Regions from separate parts of the Mus musculus genome. Here region 1 is linked to region 2. Evidence: chromatin contacts called from public Hi-C data. All regions are on one chromosome and are shown on one strand. Each heading gives the region's core, a stretch centred on a gene start, on an enhancer-like site or on the middle of the called end of the contact. The rest is flanking DNA. Distances are from core to core; before and after follow the strand shown.

Region 1 (4,070 bases), core at 1,478-3,977, 250 kb before region 2:
CCGAGATGTGTCCAAAGGGGAGAAGGTGCTCTTGGAAGCTTGGGGCTTAACTGAGGGGCAGGGGAGGCAAAGTCTTGCCTGCAGCAAACAAAACCATGTTTTCCATTTCAGGATCTAGTCTAACATTATAGTCTAAAGGCCCAGAACAGGTGACAAGACTTAAAAAAAAATAGTTACAAAGATGATATAGGCTGGCTTAACCGAATTCAGGTTCTATCACACTAGAGCTTTTTACAAAAATGGAATCTAACTCCCTGCCCCCCCCCCCCCCCAGGAGAGTGGCTTTGGGAAACTATTATCTTTGTCTCTGGGTCCTACCAGAATACAACCATTACAGAGAAGAACTTAATCCCACCCCACCCCCACCCCGTCCACCTTTCTTTCCCTTTCCCTCCCCTGCCTGTGTGAGGGCTTCTCTGATTTCCCAGGCTCCTCTGGGCTCCAGCATTTCTCTCACTTCAGTCTTCCCCACTGCTGCCTAGAGAGAATGCGGAGCTCAGGGAACTCACTACCATGGCCCCTGCTATTATTTCTCTGATTGATTACTACTGAGTCGATGTGTGTGAAATATAAGTATATATACCTTGGAAATGTGATGCTGTCCCCGAAGGAAGAATACAGTGAAAAATTTCCCAGATGGCAGTAGGTTTCAGATGTGCAAAGGCTTATGCTTTTGAGGCTGGGTTTATAAAGTGCCTGCTGCACAAGCCAAAAAGACCCGAGTTCAGGTCCCAGGGCCACTGCAAAGGTGCCAAGAGAGCTGTGTTGAGCACCTGAAATTCTAGCGCTGGTAAGGCGCCGGCAGGAAGATCCCCAGAGCTCACTGGCCAGCGAGTCTGTTGAAATCAGTGACCCCCAGGTTCACTGATGGTCCTTGGCTCTGACCTCCATGCACACTCACATGCACAAAGCCTTAAGGTCGCATGTTTACTCACTAACCCCAGGAATCAGACCCAAGGGAATCGCAAGAAGGCAGAAGACCCTGGTTATCAGACCGAGCATCTAGGCCTCCCTAAAAGAGTTCTTGCAAATGTCACTTTGACAAACGTTCTACCTATATGTGTAACAAATAGTCAGGAATATTTAAATACCAATCACATCATGATTTGTTTTTATAAAAGAGAAACAGATTACAGGTATTTCATGAGCTAAAGTGTTATGGGAAACAATTGAAAAACACCAACGACCGTCTCTTGGTCAACAGTTTATGTTTATCTTTTTCTTTTTTCTTATTATAAAAGAACTCTCATAAGAGACATGTTTTGAGACTATGTTTGCCTCTTGATCTGCATCACATTTCAGTGATCGAATATAGTAAATCTATATTCAGCTTCAACTTAAAATAATAATTATCAAATGTCCAACACCATCATCTCTTCTACCCTAACACAGTGACTTATCTTCCATTTCTTTACATCAGTATAAACTTGATCTTATTTGATGGCTTATAATTGTTTAATATAATTATGTAGTTTGATATCCAAAATACCTCAGAGGTATGTACCCACTCCTTCAAGTTAAAACCTGTGACATTTGCAAAATTTTGTCTTTACTTTCTGGTACAAAAAAGAACACTCTAGGCCTGTATTTTTAAAATGTTCTATAATAACCACATTGTCGCTGTCAAATGAGAGTATGCAATGCATGTAATTAAAGTCAACCTCAGGTTGGAGAGATGGCTCAGTCCTTAAGAGTGTGTCATGCTCACAGTACCCACAGAAGCTCACAGAAGACTATAACTCCGGTTCTGAGGGGGCCAGATGCCTCTTTCTCCTGTAGGTATCAGCATTCAGGTGCATACACCCTACACACATAATCAAAAACAACCTTACATAAAATAACATATATAATATACACATTATGAGGTACTTTTAAAGGCTGTTCCTGAGGCTAGATGTCAAGTATCCCATGCTGCTCTCAAACAAGCCAGTTAGCCAAAGATGGCATTGAAGTTGTGCTTCTACTGCTCCTGCTTCCTCCCTCCAAGTGCTAAGATTACGGGCATGTGTTACCACACCCAACTTATATTGTTATTATTTTTTCAAATGCAGCTTTCTGGTTCAACATGCTTCAGAAATATGAGAATAAAAGGGATCTCTGCACGGAGTTCCATTTGAGACGGGACAGGGCACAGCTGTCTCATCAATCAGTTTGGAAGGCAGTGTCTAGTGACGGTCCACAGACAACCATTGGTCTTTTCCTGACTGAAGCCAGTCAGCCAGAGACACAGCTGTAGGCATGACACAGTTCTAGCACATTCTGTGCTCCTTGGTCTCATAGACAAACGTGTGCTTGCTCCCGTCTCAGAAGGCTGAAGACACTGAATGGCAGGGAGATAGTCATTTCTGTCCTTCTCAGAAGAAATTCTTGCTGACTGTTCGGAGTTCCCCTACAAGCTAAATGTGAGGCATTTCTTCCTGTGGCTCAGAACAAGAGTCTACAATGGCCTTGGGGATTATGCTCGCCACTCTGTGAAGTGCTGTGGCAACAGGGTTTCAAGGCAAGAAGCCCCTAACACCTTGCCCAGCAGTCTGTGGGCCTCTGCCCCAAACAGTCCCACCTGGTTTCTGAGTCTTATTAGATAGGTTTTCTGGACCTCATCTGTGTACTCAGTGTCTTGCCAGATTCTAGGCTTGGCTCTGGCCTTTGCAGAAGCTGTGGTGGGGCAGATGGGGCAGGACCAGGAAGAGCCCCAGAGTGACTAGGCATGACTTCATTAATGAGTCACCCGGCCACACTGTTTAGTGTGCTGTGGCCCAAGTTTAAGTCTGATACTTAGGACTGGGGTACTGTCTAGGATCTCAGTGCTGCAGGGCCCAAGACTTTTTGACTTCGAATTCTTCTCATGCCTGATGTTAGCAATGATAATGCTATCCTGCTCTAGATGATGGTGTAGCAACACAGACAACATAATCACCGATACTGAGTATATAAATCCAGAAGAGAAAGCCAAATGCTGCATGAGTGCCGTTTTGCACCACTGTGTGGGATTTACGCTTGAGTGCTCTCGCTTTAATACTTGAGACTGAGGTCGAGGGATGGTTGGGCACAGTCACCCAGGTAGGAAGTGATACAAGAGGGGACTGGAGGCTGCAAAGCTGGCTCACACCACCGCCTCACTGTCCTGTGTCCTCCAGATAATGCCAGGTGACTGCTGGTGAACATGCGCCAGTGACTTTCATCACCACAATAGGCAAACTCAGAGGCAGAAAGGTAACCTGGAGGGAGATTTATGTTGGCTCCTGGTTTCGGGGAAGGCAGCTAGCTCATCACGGTGAGGAAGGCGGACAGGAACGGCTGCGTCTGTTACTTCTCACATCGGCAGAGTGTTCGGTAGGATGCAAGCCTCCAGCCTCAATGAATGACTTCTGTTAGCCAGGTCACAGTCCCACCACCTCTCAGAACAGGCAGACCAGGTGAGAACCAAATGTTCTAACACACGGGGCTGCAGGGGACTGTTCCATAATGGAGACTCAGCCTGACTCAAGGAGAAACCAACGAGCCAAATACCATCAATAAGCATGCTTTAAAGGCCAGGTAACTCTCACTCGCTGGTTGTAACAGGATAATGAGGAGCCAGCGTCTCCTGGTCCACCGAGCAGTAGATTGGGTTGGCCACACAGTACTCAGAAGTCTTTTTCTTTGCCTTTTCAGTACATGGCAGGTCAGGATGTCCTTGTTCTTCACGGTGCTGACTTAAGGGAACCCAGAACGGGAAGACCAATATGATGCCTGCCCTGCCAGGCTGACCAGGTAGGGTAAAAGAAAGTCGGTCAGTGGGCTAGAGAGATGGCTCAGTGGTTAAGAGCACTGATGCCTCTTCCAGAGGATCTGAGTTCCATTTCCAGCAGCCACATGGTGGCTCACAACTGTCTGTAATGGGATCTGAGGCCCTCTTCTGGTGTGTCTGAAGGGAGCAACAGTGTACTCACATAAAATAAGTAAACAAATCTTTAAAAGAAAAAAAGGAAGTCAGTTATTAAAGGAGGTGTCTTCCCTTTTGTCCTACGAGGACAGCGTGGGCTTCACGTGCTTGCTAAAGGGTGCTTCCCTTCACTGTGTAGAAAACA
Region 2 (4,077 bases), core at 543-3,042:
ATTTAACATTGGCCAATTGAATGTTGGAACGAACTTGGAAATTGCTCAGTCTAAGGTGCTGTGTGTTTCAGAAATGATGGCTTGGTGCTGAATGTCTAGACGATCATTGGAGAGTCAAACTACAACTGTGGTAGAAGTGGCCAGATTACATCTTGAGCTGGCGATAGAACTTAGCGGTAGCCTCCATACAGTGCTCAGTTTACTTGCAGGATTGTCTATGCAAGCTAAAAACACATAGAGGTTTACACCAGCATTTGAGAAAGCTACATGTTAGGGTTCAATCCATTGCAGGGACACCATACCAGGCCACCCCATGAAGCTCTGAGGATAAAGCCTACATTTGAATAGAGACCTTGGGATGGTTGAGATGTCAGAACTGTGGCATGTCTAACACGGAAAGCTGTAGGCACAGTGGTGCCAATCAGAGAGAGAAGCTAAATGTGCTGCAGGCCGCAGAGCTGGGGAGGCAGGGCTGTAGATGAGGTCTCCAGAGGCTCCAGATACTGGACATGTTGGTGCAGGGGTTGATGGTTTCTCTGCCTGGGTTCAGATCTGATCTTGGTTGGGGCTTTCCTTGTTGCCCTGAATGTGGGTAGCACCATTCCATGAGCTAACAGAATGAAAGGAAAACAACATTACAGAAAGCTAAAGACCCCATCCCTCCCTCTGCATCCATAGTTACTAGCTCCTCCCACTACACATCTTTCTTGCCATAATAAAGTCTACTCCTTGAACTACGAGTCTTGAATTGATTCCACTAGGAATTTGTTATAACAATAAGTAACTAGTGCAAATATTCTCTTCTCTATTATAACGCAGCAAGGAATTTCTCACCAGATGCTAAACAGATGCTGGCCCTGAGTTCTCAGATGCCCACCCCGAAACAAACCTCTACTAAACAATAGAGTTACCTGGTCTAAAGTATTTTAGTATAGTGACAGAACACAGAAGAAGACAAATCTTAAGTGAATGATATCACGTTAAATGGGGAAAAAAGCAGAAAATACATATGCAATACAATATGATCCTAATTGTGGCAACTTTCTCTTTTCCATTTCATGGTTGAAAGGAAATAATAAAAAATATTAACATTTGGTTGTGTCTGTTTGACAGAATGACACATGATTTTCATTTATTTCTTAGGCTTTTGGAGCTTCTCTAAAATTAAGCAACCATTACTTCCAAAATCACACACACACACACACACACACACTAAATGTTCTTTTAATAAACCCACTCAAGGGAATTTAATGACAAAAATATTTTTAGAAAATATATCAATCTAATTAAGGCACAAAACCTCTTTCTCCGTGGTTTGTGCTCAGTAACATGGCTCACAGTAATTTTCAAGGTTTTGAGTGTGGAATGATGGGAGTGGCTGGGGAGAGAGACCATCCCTCCACTCTTAGCCTGCCACCATGTGACACATAGCCCAGAAATGCCTACTTATAATAACTCATTTGGGGCCTCAGGAGTTCTGGTATCACTTCCCTTTTGGCAGTCTTGATATAATAAGACCAAAAGCAAGTACAGTAAATTTCCTGGGACTCCTTGCCAAATTCTGCCAGGAGATGTTCATCGAAGATTTTTTTCTGATTAGAAAAGGATTTCCTGTGACATGTAGATAATTCCCCAGGCTTCTGTCTGATCAGGGCTGAGCCGTATGCATGCTTTCTTCTTAAAAGAAAAAAAAAAGTAAAAAGAAGAAAAAAAAAGAGAGAAGGAAAACTATGTAAGGTAGGCCAGTGGAGTTACACAAATGACTCTGCTGCTTGTCAGTGTGGGACTTTAAGTGAGCAGTGCACTCACACATACATGTGCTCCTGAAGCTATGCCTTCCAACCGTCCTCAAGATGCTGAGGAACATTTGTCCTGAGTCTTGTGTCATGACTTTATTCCTGTGTGAAGACAGACAGTGACTAGTTGTCAACTGAAGGGAAGTATAATTGGCAAGAGAGTGTGTAACTAGAGCTTTGCCAGGGGTTTGAGCCTTAATTTTATAGCCTGTTCTAGTAACATTCAAAATAAAATAGATTGTAAACTTTTCTTTGAAAATCATTGGTTGGCTTATAATATTTTAACTCTCTCTCGTTCTCTCTCTCTCTCTGTGTGTGTGTGTGTGTGTGTGTGTGTGTGTGTGTGCATGAATGCATGTGTGCATGCACATGTGTGTGGAGGCCAGAGGTTATCATTGGGTATTTTTCTCAGTAGATTTTCATATTAGTTTTTTGAAACAGGGCCTCAGAACTTACTGCTACGGCTACATTAATGGACCATTGAGCCCAAGGGTCTTCCAGTATCTGCCTCTGCCTCTCCAGAGCTGGGATTACAGACCCAAACTATCATATTGGTTTGTGTCCATGAGTACTAGAGAGCTGAACTGAAGTCTTCATGCTTGCTCACCAAGCTCTTCACTAACTTAATATCTCTGCAGACCCAGTTTTTAACTCTTAAATTCCCTTCCTGTAAATTATTTATTGGCTTATAAGGAAATCTTTACAACATGTTTTTCATAGCTCCTCAGCCTTCTAGACCCTTTCTTCAGTCCCTTTTGGCCCCTCAGCGGGAGCATCAGGATACAGAGTTTATTATCACTAGGCAGGAGAAATGGAACTCCAGCCCCCGTTGCTTAGCTATAGTCAGGGCTGGTGTGTAGGCTATGGAATAAAAGAGTCCTCTATCTGGAAACTTGCAAGCACCACAGGTGAGAATTCCAGGAAATTTCTGCCTTATAAACAATTTCTTATGTGCAGATTAATTTTTAGAATGCAATGATGGTAGAACTCAAAGCATTTAAGGCTAAAAAAAGTTTCACTGAGCTCACTTGGGCATTGAAAGTTTTTGAAATGTGTCACATGTATACACACACACATATACACACATATATATATTTATATTGTATAATTAGGTCTGGCATTGTGGCACACACATTTAGTCCCAGCAACCAGGCATCAGAAGTAAGTGGATCTCTGAATTAAAGGTCATCCTTATCCATGAGAGATGTAGGCCAATCAGGGCTGTAAATTTAACTTTTATTTACCTAATGTAATTCTTGTCTTGCTGCTGAATAAGCCCACCCTTTCTAGTTCTTTCTGAACTCTGGCCGGCTGGTTCAACTCAGCTGTTATGGCCCAGACTTCTCTCCAAGATGACTTTGTCAAACTGGCTTCTCTGGGCTTCTCACTGAATTGGTCTGCTTGGAAAAACTGTCTCTGAATTCCACAAACTGTACTGCACTAACTGCATTAAAGTGAACTGCACCAAACTGCACTGCATTGAACTCAATTGAAATGCACCCCCTGAACTGCCCTCCCCTCCTGACACACCCTGTGCTGCTCTTAAGTAGCCTCTCCTTTCTGCCTGTTCTCATGAGGGTTGGGAGTATCCTATCTCTGGTTCATTTTGTTAAATCTTTCTCTGATTTGTCACATTGTCTGCTCCTCCTCAATTAGACATCATTATTTAGGATTAAAAGTATGTACTAAGGGCATGTATGTATTCCAGCCAGAGGGACTAAAGATGTGTGGCATATCTGTATTCCAGCTGGATCACATAGACCTAGAAAGTCTTTGGATGTGATCTTTTGCCAGAGCAGCTATGTTGCTGAATGAAAACTCCTCTACACAGGGCTATATAATGAAACCTTATTTCAAAATAAAAATATTATTAGAATGCATGTACATGCATACAACTATATAATTTTAAGTTAAACTAATGCTGTATTTAAGTGAACTTTTAACAACACACTCCTCAGTTATATTTGATGAAAGGTGGAGTCATATTCAAATGTGAAAGACTCAGATGACATACAACAGCCGTGTGTTCACAAATGTATTTCTCTCTATATAAATATTCTATGTTATGTTTTCCTTCAATGTAGCACAACATCTAGTCACTTATCTAAGTTTTTTCATTCTCTATAAATAACATGTAGTTAGTCTATAACTAATTTATAGCTCTCTCCTTCAGACTATTACCGAAGTATTTAATTTTATAAGGGCAGCATTTGTTTCATAAAATTCTTTCAGATATAGAGTTTTTTTGTACCCAGGTGGACTCCACACGTGTGAACAAAGT

What was found. A called contact is a pair of places that touch in the nucleus more often than the background predicts.
Region 1: a contact with region 2 is called in a Hi-C map of bone marrow-derived macrophages, with 2.5 times the contacts expected there. The contact joins two enhancer-like sites. A contact is called at or near these places in 2 of 484 Hi-C or Micro-C datasets (bone marrow-derived macrophages and ventral hippocampal neurons) and 1 of 115 datasets of contacts at active chromatin or transcription factors (thymic regulatory T cells).

What each region holds. Positions count from the first base shown.
Region 1 is chr5:3,493,183-3,497,252 of GRCm38.p6, reverse strand. The region is part of intron 5 of Cdk6 (cyclin-dependent kinase 6); the gene reads right to left. Among named protein-coding and RNA genes, the nearest start is that of Fam133b, 49 kb to the left of the region's middle. Within about 2 kb of position 2,727, at least 161 of the 459 cell types and tissues checked have an H3K27ac peak or open chromatin away from gene starts, as enhancers often do. A contact at or near this core is called in bone marrow-derived macrophages, where this site is marked.
Region 2 is chr5:3,244,901-3,248,977 of GRCm38.p6, reverse strand. No RefSeq gene overlaps it. Among named protein-coding and RNA genes, the nearest start is that of Gm36548, 23 kb to the left of the region's middle. Within about 2 kb of position 1,792, at least 17 of the 459 cell types and tissues checked have an H3K27ac peak or open chromatin away from gene starts, as enhancers often do. A contact at or near this core is called in bone marrow-derived macrophages, where this site is marked.